Regions from separate parts of the Pan troglodytes genome. Here region 1 is linked to region 2. Evidence: chromatin contacts called from public Hi-C data. All regions are on one chromosome and are shown on one strand. Each heading gives the region's core, a stretch centred on a gene start, on an enhancer-like site or on the middle of the called end of the contact. The rest is flanking DNA. Distances are from core to core; before and after follow the strand shown. Region 1 has its middle 32 kb from the start of ACTG1. Region 2 has its middle 46 kb from the start of SLC38A10.

Region 1 (4,987 bases), core at 993-3,492, 150 kb after region 2:
TCGGTGGAATTGGAGATGGCAGGCAGGGCCATCTGTGTGCCAGCTGTGATTGATTAGCAGGGGCTGCCTGGAGAATGAGCTGAGGGCCCGAGGCCACCGCTGGGCTCCGTGGGAGAGAGTGGCTGATGGATTAGTGATGTCTGCCACATGCGCTGCAGGAAGGAGAGGCAGCCTCCATGTCCCTGAAAGACGGCCATCCTCGCACTAACCTCACAGCCCCCCACAGGCAGCTCACTCCAGCCAAGCCCACCACCACCTCCTCAACTGCAACAAATGCTTATAATGACAGCTCATGTATATTTATCGAGCCTGTAATTACCAAGACACTGTGCTGCACGTCACCTACATCCCCTCACCCTGCCCAACAACCCTATCATCATCGCCATACCACAGGCGGAGAAGCCAGGGACAGGGGTGCCTCGCCCCAGCCTCCTGATGCCTGCGGCAGAGGCCCAGCTGTGCACAGCCACACTCTCCCGGACGCCACGTCCCTGATCCCCATGGTGGCACCTCCTTGCCCCCTGCTTTTCTTCAGCTTCTCCACCACTCCTACTCCTCCTTGCCCTTCAAAGCCACCTCAAGTGCCACCCCCTCTCTCCTCATTATCCAAGAGTCCTCCCCCTCCTGAGCCTCTCAGGGGACCTGGGCCCAAGCCACCTTATCAGGAACTTGTGCATGGCTGCACTGTTGGGTCACACATGTCTCCAAGTCTGAACTATATCCTTTCTTCCTTGGGCTCCTGGGGCTAAGCCCAACCTGGCAGACAAAGGCTCCCCTGAGAAGGTTTGATGAGTGAATACATGTCCCCTGCCTCAGAGGGAAGCCCCCATCTCAGGCCTCACACAGGCAGATTCATCCTCCTTCCAGATACAGGCCCCATGAAGGGGCAACAGCAAACAGGATCAGTCCCTGCCCCGGGGAATTACAGTCCCAGCAGTGGCTTGTGACAGCTGCCAAGATGGGCAAGCATTGGAGCATCCAGGAGGACCCCTAGGAAGAGGGCCTGAACAACACCGTGCACGTGCGCTGACACGGGGCATTCCTCGTCCTCAGTCCTGCCTCGTTTTGTGACTCATCACTTTCAGGATGGGAAACCCTCCAAGGAAGGTCCCCTTGGCTCTGGGGTGGCTCCTAGTGGATCTGCAAGAGGCGGGGCCCAGCCTGGTCGTGCCCCATCTTAGGCTGCCTCTGCGTGGGCTACACATCCACAAAACAAAGCAAAACAGCAACGTTTTCTACGATGCTTTTATTCACACTTCAAAACAGGTGCTGGACATCTTCCCATTGCCCCATGCCAGCCCCTGCTCTGTGCCCCGGGAAGCTGACCGTAGGTACAGGATCCATGGGGCCTCCTTGCTCCCTGGCCTCCACCTAGTTCAGCCAATGCGTAGCCAGTAGACAAGCCAAGCAGTCAGGAGGGGTGAGGTCAGTGTACAGCAGCAGCTCCTCCCTGCCGGGTCGCTGTGTCCCTCTCCAAGGTCAGGGCTCCTGGAGACGGCCTCTCCTGTGGCTCCAGCTGCCCTCCAGGTCTCAGGGGGTAACAGCTCCCCTTTGTTGCTGGCCCTGGGTACTGCACAGCTCTCCTTTAATTCACGTATTTTCCATTTATTCAACTCTCCTCAAATACCCTGTCTGAGGGTGCCATAAAAATGTAAGACTGTGTCAATTGCCCATATCAAAAAACATGCTTGTACGTTCCACTTGAAGTAGTTTGGAGGGGAGACTAATGGAAACTAGGGGGAGGCTAGCCCCCAAGCCTCCGCTGAGGCCACCGCTGTCTGTGTCCCGAGGGCCCTGGAGTAGGAGGTGTCAATGACGGACTCAATGAATGAATGAATTGATCCCACCACCACCAGCGGCAGGCCCGCCTCTTCCTTCCACAGCCCACCTTGGCCTCCCCGCCTCGCCAGGTGGCAAGGCCTTCGCTCCTGGTCCCTGAGCGCCGCTCGCTTCCCTCCCGCGTGGGCAGGGGGCAGCCGCGACGCCGGCCCAGCGCCTCCGAGCCGGGAACCGCACAGCACCCGGCGATGGCCCCGAGCCCCGCGCGCCCGAAGCCACGGCGCCGCTCGCTGGGGGCCTCGGGACGGCAGGGACGGCTGGGGGTGGCGCGGACCGCGTCCCCGCGGCGCGCAGCGCGCGATCGAACCGCGCGCCCCGCCCGCTGCGGTCCTCTAACAGCAGCTCGCGCCGCCCCACGTGGGGCCGCACGGGCTGGCGGCCCCCTCACCCGATTGGCCGCCGCACAGCCAATCAGAGAGCGGAGGCGATAGCGGCCGCGCCGATTGGCTGTGGCGGGCCGGCCCGGGGGAGGGGGCGGGACCCCTTTTGTTCTCTCCGCACCTCCGGGTTCGCGCGACTGTGAGCGCCCCCGCCCCGGAGCAGGGGTCCGCGCTGGGGGTCCGGAGGGCGGGGGCACGGCCCGACGCCCCACCCCCAGCTTGTTCACTGGCGCCCGGGCCCAGCGCCTGAAGCGCGGGTCCTTCGCTGGGACGAGCGCTTTTATCTCCGTCCCTCAGTTTCCCTCCCCTTGTCTTCTCCGTGTCCTGGGAGTTATGGAGAAGCTCAGCCCTTGGCAAATGAGCTTGGGACCTTCCTAAAACCTAAGCCAATGATAGGCCCGATCTTGCCTGAGAGGGGCACGTGAGAGACCCCCAAGCTGGAGAGGCAGGTGTCCTGGTAACTCTAACCTGAGACCGTTTTCAGGGTGAGCCTTCTCCTAATCACGGCTGGGGCGTCTTCGTCCAAGGTGGGGCTGGATGGGGGTGGGCAGAGGCCCCCACAGTCACAGCCTGGCCAGCTGTGCAAATGCTCCCCTAAACCGTCCCCCGCTTCAGTCACTCAACCAACCAATCAATCAATCGCAGGGGCCTCCCTCTGGGGTGGAAAGTGGTGGCCCCAGGGACCAGGGACCTTCACAGGGAGAGAGGGCTGTGGTCCGCGCAGGGGCGTCAGGGGTTCAGCCTGGGTCTCCTGACCTCCAGGCCCACGTCTTCCCTTAGACAACACCTGAGCGCATCTCCCAGCGTGGCTGTGGCCACACACATCCCTGGGAGTAGGACGGGCCACCGCGCTGAAGCTGTGGACGCAGGGCTCCCAATCTGTAGGCGAGGGGCCTCTTCCCTGCAGGGGACAGGATCAGGACCCTGGGAGCCCTCAGTCCCCCTCCCAGCACTGATTACCTGGAAAACCCCCGAAGCCCAGGTTGATGAAGAAGGTGGGGCCCTGACAGTGAGTGGCCTGGGCCTGGGATGGTAGCTTGACCTCATCTCCAAGGTCATCCTCCCAGACCTGGGAGTCTAAAAACATTAAATCCTTCAGAAGGACACATTTGCATCAGATCACTGTTCAGAACGCCACTGGTGCCATTGACGGAGCAGTCCCTGGGCTGAAGTGGCTGCTCTGGTCTGGTGAGCGGGGGCACCCGCGCGAGCTCCCAGGCCCAGAGGCCTCCCCCAGATCCTGGTGTTAGTGGCCCATGGAAGGACTCCCAGCCCCAGAGGCTTGGCAGGTGTCTGCGGCTCCCAAGGGGTGGGGTGCTGGGAGGCTGACATCTGTGGAGTGTTTTTACTGTTGAACAAATTGAATCAATTAAACAGGCCCCATCGGGGTGGCTGGGAGCGGTGAACAGGAGGAAAGAGGGGAGCGGAGCCAAGAGGACAGCCTGAGGGCGTCTGTCTCCCCAGGCGGGGTTCAGACGCACCTCTTTCCCTGAATGTTCCAGGGCAGGAGACCCCCCATGTTGACAAGAGGGAGGTGAGTTAGTGGAGGTGGAGTGGGAGGAAAGTCAGTGGGGACTGTCCCTGTTATGTGTCCCCTGAAAGCACGCCAAGGCCTGTGTCTCCTACCCAGCCACCTCTGGGCTTCTCAGCCCCCAGCCCTGTGATGACCCTTTGGACATCCCAGCCTCCTTTCAAAGGCATTTTATTGCTCTCACAAGGAGGCCTCCGGAAGCTGGGAGGCTCCAGCAGAGAAAGAGAGGAGGCTGCCTAGGGAGGCTGGAGGAGGCAGAGAGGAAAGAGGAAACATTGTGGGGGTAATAGCAAGGGCCCCGGGTCACCCACCTGGAGCGGAAGCCTCCCCCTCGGGCAGGCTGAGAATGACGCAGGCGCCGGCTGCTCTGTGACCCAGCTGACCGAGGGACAGCCCCTGCCTGGGAACTCCAGCAGCTGCTGCAGCGTCCCTCCTGCCCAAGCAAGGGCCGCAGGGCCACCCCTCCAATCCGTCCCCGGAGGTCCACTGCCGCCGCCTCTCCTCCAGCTGCCGCTCAGGGGAGCGAGGTTTCCTGAGTCAGGCCACCGGCAGCGGGCGGCCAGCCCCTCTCAGCATGGCGCTTGCCCAGGGCCTGGGCTCCGTCACATGCCAGGACAGTGGTCACCGTCACCCTGGACAGACCATCTCTGTCCCTTCATGTCAAGTGACCATTATTGGGCCCCCTGAGGCAGACGAGCGTCTCACCAGTAAGCTCCCAGGGAGGACGGCGTGGTCAGGGCCTGCCCATCCGCCAGCACTCTGGCCTCTAGGCCCGCAGGCTGAGGGCACCGGCCGGCACCAGAACAGGGGCTGGTTTGGCCGAGGGACCTGCTTCTTGGGCAGCACCAGGAAACAGCCGGAGACCCTCCCAGCGCCCACATCCATGGCGTGAGCCCCGCGTGGGTGCAGCCCCTTCCGCTGCCCGAATTCCAGGCCAGCTGCTGCAGGAGGGACCGCCAGCCAGGGGCGCAGGGCAGAGCGTGGGGGAAGGCGTGGCGCTCGCGCTCTCGGCTCTTGCTTGGATGGCGCCGGCTGAGGACCCCCACACCTGCGCTGCGGTGCAGAGGTCTTAGGATCCGAGGGGGCTGCCGGTCTGGGCCGGCGCGTTCAGGCCCCGGGCGGTGGGGCGGCCTCGGCGTGCGTGGCTCGGTTGCCTGCAGGCAGGCACGCGGCGCTGTGAGAAACGAACGTCCGTGACTTAGTCCACGGGACCGTTTCTGCATTTTCACCCCAACCT
Region 2 (4,875 bases), core at 563-3,062:
TGCTGGGATGACAGGCATGAGCCACCAGGCCCGGCCCCTTCTTTTGTGCAAAGCCAGGCCCCCCCCCCCCGCCGCCGATGCTGGGCTCCACACTCCCCCAGAAGGCCTTCCCCCTCTCTTCCCCCTCTCTGACCATGCATCTGATGCGGTTTGCTTTGGCTCAGTCACTGGCGGTGAAATGTTGCTGTCACAATCTCGGCTCCTGCCTTGCTCTGAGGTCTGTGTGTGGGTTGGGGAGGGGGCAGCAGGATGGCGCCCCTTCCCAGCCAAGCAGCCTCCGCACAGTGGGTGTGCAGCCTCAGGGAGGCAGATGCCAGGTGCAGAAGGAAGCCAAGGAGACCCACCTAGAGAGGCTTCTGGGCCCTCAGGCCTTGGCACTGACTACGGGGCCCTGGCTGGGCAGATAGCGCCAGAAGGGACACTGGACCCTCCCAAGGCTAGAAGAAATAACCAATCCCCACACAACGAGGCTGCTTCCTCTGTGGCCAGATCGAAGGCAGGGCTCCTGATGAGGGGGCCAGAGGCACTGGGCCAGCTGCTTTTGGACCCAAGGGACCTGCCCAGATGCCTGTGGGGGTGTGGGGAGTGAGGGGAGCCACCGTACCCAAGGTCGCAGCATCCCCGGGAAATGGTCCTGCCCAGCAGGCTTCCGGATGTCTGGTTCAGGAATGTTTCCCCAGGCCCACTCTGTAGTGGCCAGGGACAGAAGGGCAAGGCCACGGCTTTTTAAAAGGCAGCCAGAACATTCGTCTCCTGCCAGAGTAAGGCCATGGCTGTGCCCTCCATGTCCCCAGCACTTCCCGCCACCCCAGGCTCATCTCATCTCCGGTGCCTCCTAATGGAGGCGCTGTGGCCCAGCCCCTCCAGCAATGTCCCAACAGCCCCCATCAAGCCCCAGAAGTACTCAGAAACGTAAATTAAAACAAATTGCATTTAAAAATTACAAATAGGGGCCATTTTATCGTTTTTTATTACATAACAACCATTAATAAAGTGTAGTCCCTGCACCTTCATTGCCTGGAGACTAAAGTTCAATTCCTGTCCTCCATGCAGGCTGGGGATGCCATTGTCACAGCCACGTACCTGGGGTAATACAAGTGTAAATACATTTATGGGCAGGAAGAGGAGCTTAGGAGGAGGGCCCTGCCGCCCACAGGGCAGGGCGGGTCCTGGAGCTCTCCGCTGGGAGGAGCCACTGCCCTCCTCCCAGGATGATGATGGGTTAGGGGATCCTGGGACCAACTGGACATGAAGAGGCCACTCCCACTGGGGTAGAATGAGGTGGGGGCTGAGATCCTCCTGCCTCCCCTTCCTGATCAAGGAGGGCCCATGCAGGAGAAGGAGATGCAGGCGCAGGATTGGCTGTATGGTGCACACACACACACACACATACACACACCCTGGACCCCCGTGACAGGGAAGCAGAACAGGAGGCCAAGACCAGCCACACACTGCGAGACCGGCTGGCCAGGCTGCCCAGAGCCCTTCCTGGGTTCAGCCTCTTTCCTGGGCTTCTCGTCCCACTGGAGGAAGGGCCGGGAGGGCAGAGGTCCTTCCTCTTTCCACACTAAGCACCCACAGTCTGCAGGGATGTGTGAGCCAGAAGCTGGGGTCACCCCTGTGCTAAGCAGCCAGGGCTCCCCAGCTGCCCTTGCCAGACAGGTGGGCCCAGCAACTGCTTCCCACCTGAACCCACTGCACAGCCAGGCAGGTGGGGGCAGGCTGGAACGCGGGCAGCAGCACTGGGAGGGATGGGCTGTGTGCAGAGCCCAGCAGCCACTTGGCTGCCAGGGAGTGGCCCAGGAATCAGGCACCACTTGTGCGGCAGCCCCTTCCCCTCCCCTCCCCCTCCTCAGCCTCCTCTTCTACCCCAGGGCCCAGGCCGGTTAATCTTTAACGGCTTCTGGACTAGCACTGACCCCAAAAGCAAACACAGCAGGATTCCTGGGGAGGAGACATGTCTTCCAAGTACGGCTGGGCAGTGGTGTCTTTTTTTTTTTTTTCAGATGGAGTCTCACTTTGTCGCCCAGGCTTGAGTGCAGTAGTGTGATCTCGGCTCACTGCAACCTCCGCCTCCCCGGTTCAAGTCATTCTCTTGCCTCAGCCTCCCCAGCAGCTGGGACTGCAGGCGCCCGCCACCACTCCCGGCTAATTTTTTGTATTTTTAGTAGAGACGGGGTTTTACCGTGTTAGCTAGGATGGTCTCCATCTCCTGACCTCGTGATCCGCCCGCCTCGGCTTCCCAAAGTGCTGGGATTACAGGCGTGAGCTACCGCGCCCGGCCCTAATTTTTATATTTTTAGTAGAGATGGGGTTTCACCATATTGTCCATGCTGGTCGCAAACTCCCGACCTAGTGATCCACCTGCCTCCCAAAGTGCTGGGATTACAGGCGTGAGCCACCGTACCCAGCCTGCAGTGGTATCTTAAAGGAGGCACTGGGTGAGGGTCACTGGCTCCGGGTGGGTGGGGTGTCCAGGCCTCTGCCTCGTGCCCCTCAAGCCTCATTCGTGCTGGAGACTATAAGCTTCTCCCCAGTTCAGAGCTGCAACCTTTCCCAGGCGTGACCAGGGGCAGGGACGGCAAGCAGAAGGGGCCCGCAGGACCCCAAGGCCACGTACTTAGGAGCCTGATGTAAGGCTCTGAAGGCCGGGGAGGGGGCTATAGGGCCAGAGCAGGGGAGGAGGTCCCCACTGCAGCTCGAGGGCAGAAGTGTCCCTGCAGAAAGCAGAGGAGGGGGCGCTTCCTCCAGAAATCCGCCAGGCCATTGTTACACTTTCTGAGGCCAGGGAATTTTTCCAGGAGGTTGTGACAACCAAAAATAATAATAACGCCCCTCCCCCAGCAGCAGGGATTCTGGAAAAAACAGCTGCTGCAGTTATCAGGGCCGAGGAAAAAACAAGGTCAGGCACTGCGAAGATTTAATTTCAAGCGCGTCCCCGCAGCCCGCCGGCCACGCACCGCACGCACGCGTCCTCCCCGCGCGGGGTGGCGGCCGGCGGGAGCCACGTGGAGCAGCCGCGGTCCCTCCGGCCACGCCTGGCTCCCGATGTCGCGAAGGGGGTCTTGGGGCAGGCCCCGCTCCCCGAGGCTGTCGCTGCGGCTCCTGCCAGCCGGGAGACGACGAGGGGAAGGGGTGGGCCGCGCTGGGCCTTCCGTCCATCCGTCCTTCCCCAGCTCTGCGGGGGCTAAATCCGTCTTCAACAAACCTCGCGAAAAAGCCGAGGGGGGGACGCGCCGTTGCTGGAGAATAGGTCAGAAGTGACAGCAGAATGGGCCGCTGAGATCCCCGTCCCCGCCCCGGTCCTCCGTCGGCCTGGCGGGCGGCGACGTGGGGAGGGCCGGCTCAGAAGCGGGGGTCGCCCGGGCCGGGGAACTTCCTCGCGCCGACGCCCACTCCCCACGGGCCGCACTCGCCGAGGGGCCGAAAGGGGCTCCAGTGGAGGACGCGGTGGGAGCTGGGTCCCGCTCTAGCTGCCGACGCCGGCGGTGCCCGGGTCTCCGGGAGCGCAGTTTTTGGCACAAAGTAGCGCCGAAGACCCTGCCGGGTGTCCCGCCGCGGCTGCCGCTGTGCCCGCGCAGGGCCGGCTCGTGAACGGGTGCGGGGGCTTTCGAGGGCGCTTCCTCTACCCTGCGCGCCCGGGGGAGCTGTCCGGTCACCGCTGGCAGGCAGAGGCTTCGGGCCCCATGGGTGCCCCCGAGACCCCGGATCGTGCGCTGAGAATGTCGACGTTTCAAACGAGCCAGCAGAGCGGGCCGGAGCCTTGGTCGGGAACCGGCGCCGCGTGCGCACTGGCCGGCGAGGCCTCTGGCCCGCCGGGGAAGGAGCCCAGAGCGCCTGTCTCCCCGGTAGAAACCAACACACACAAATAATTATCCGTATTTCCCACACTGGGGGATTGGGAGTACGGAGCAAGGATAGGGGAGGGGACAGGGTCCAACCCGCTGGTTTTTTACTTTAAAAATTATATATTTTATGTCACGATCGCTTTTCGTTAAGACCACAAACATCCAATTTGGCTTGGCGTAATAAAATCAGCCGGAGCTCCCTTAAACGGAGCCATTCCGGTGAATTAAGTTGTGAAATCTAATCTATTATATCCATAAAGGAGAATGCTTTCATTGTAAATTCAGGTTATAAAGAAACTATACCTGGGCCGCCGGCCTCCCTTCCGGATTTACTACTTGAAGGCTTATCAAATTACTTCAAAATGCTGGGCTACCCCCTCCATATCTCATGGCAACAAAAATTAAACGTGGCAACATTTCTTTTAATAGTAGGAAAGGTCAAAAACAACCGCCACAACAAGGGGATATAATGTTTAAAAGACATCCTTCCCCACCCCGGGAAGTCTTCTCCGCGTTTGGAAGCGCCCTTCCTATTTTCCCAATTAATTCGAGTTTTTAAAATATCTAAACGCGCCACGACTTCCTTCAGGTTCTCCCCCGCTCCACGAGGCGTCTGAGGCGCAGCTCCCGGGTGGATCGCACGTGGGGCCGCAGACCCCGGGCGCCCGGACGTCAGCCGGAGGCGCGGGGATCTCGTGGCTCCGCTGCGAACCTGCGCCCCACCGCGGCCCGCACACCTGGGCCGAGCCGGGGCCGCCTCGGGAGCCCCTTGCTGGCTCCTGGGCGCCCCACTCGGCTCAGCAATGTCCGGGCCAGACAAAGGAGTCGCCAGGGAGGGGTTAATCCGCCCCTCACCCTTCTCCGTCCTTCCTGCCGCCCCCTTCTCAGGCGGCGCGGAGGAGAGAAGATGCGGCCCCTAATAATGTGTTTGGTTTAACCTACGGGGTGTGGGTATTTGCTGCGCTTTCTTGGGTGAGGGTTGGGCCCCTTCCCTTCCACCTTCCTCCACTCCTGTGCATGATACTCT

The links. Hi-C and Micro-C count contacts between places; a contact is called where the count stands out from the background.
Region 1: a contact with region 2 is called in a Hi-C map of stem cell-derived neural progenitor cells, with 7 times the contacts expected there. The contact joins two enhancer-like sites. A contact is called at or near these places in 1 of 7 Hi-C or Micro-C datasets (stem cell-derived neural progenitor cells) and 1 of 1 datasets of contacts at active chromatin or transcription factors (stem cell-derived excitatory neurons).

The regions. Positions count from the first base shown.
Region 1 is chr19:94,882,864-94,887,850 of NHGRI_mPanTro3-v2.0_pri, forward strand. It overlaps the pseudogene LOC101058599. Among named protein-coding and RNA genes, the nearest start is that of ACTG1, 32 kb to the right of the region's middle. Within about 2 kb of position 2,243, at least 17 of the 24 cell types and tissues checked have an H3K27ac peak or open chromatin away from gene starts, as enhancers often do. A contact at or near this core is called in stem cell-derived neural progenitor cells, where this site is marked.
Region 2 is chr19:94,737,954-94,742,828 of NHGRI_mPanTro3-v2.0_pri, forward strand. No RefSeq gene overlaps it. Among named protein-coding and RNA genes, the nearest start is that of SLC38A10, 46 kb to the left of the region's middle. Within about 2 kb of position 1,813, at least 8 of the 24 cell types and tissues checked have an H3K27ac peak or open chromatin away from gene starts, as enhancers often do. A contact at or near this core is called in stem cell-derived neural progenitor cells, where this site is marked.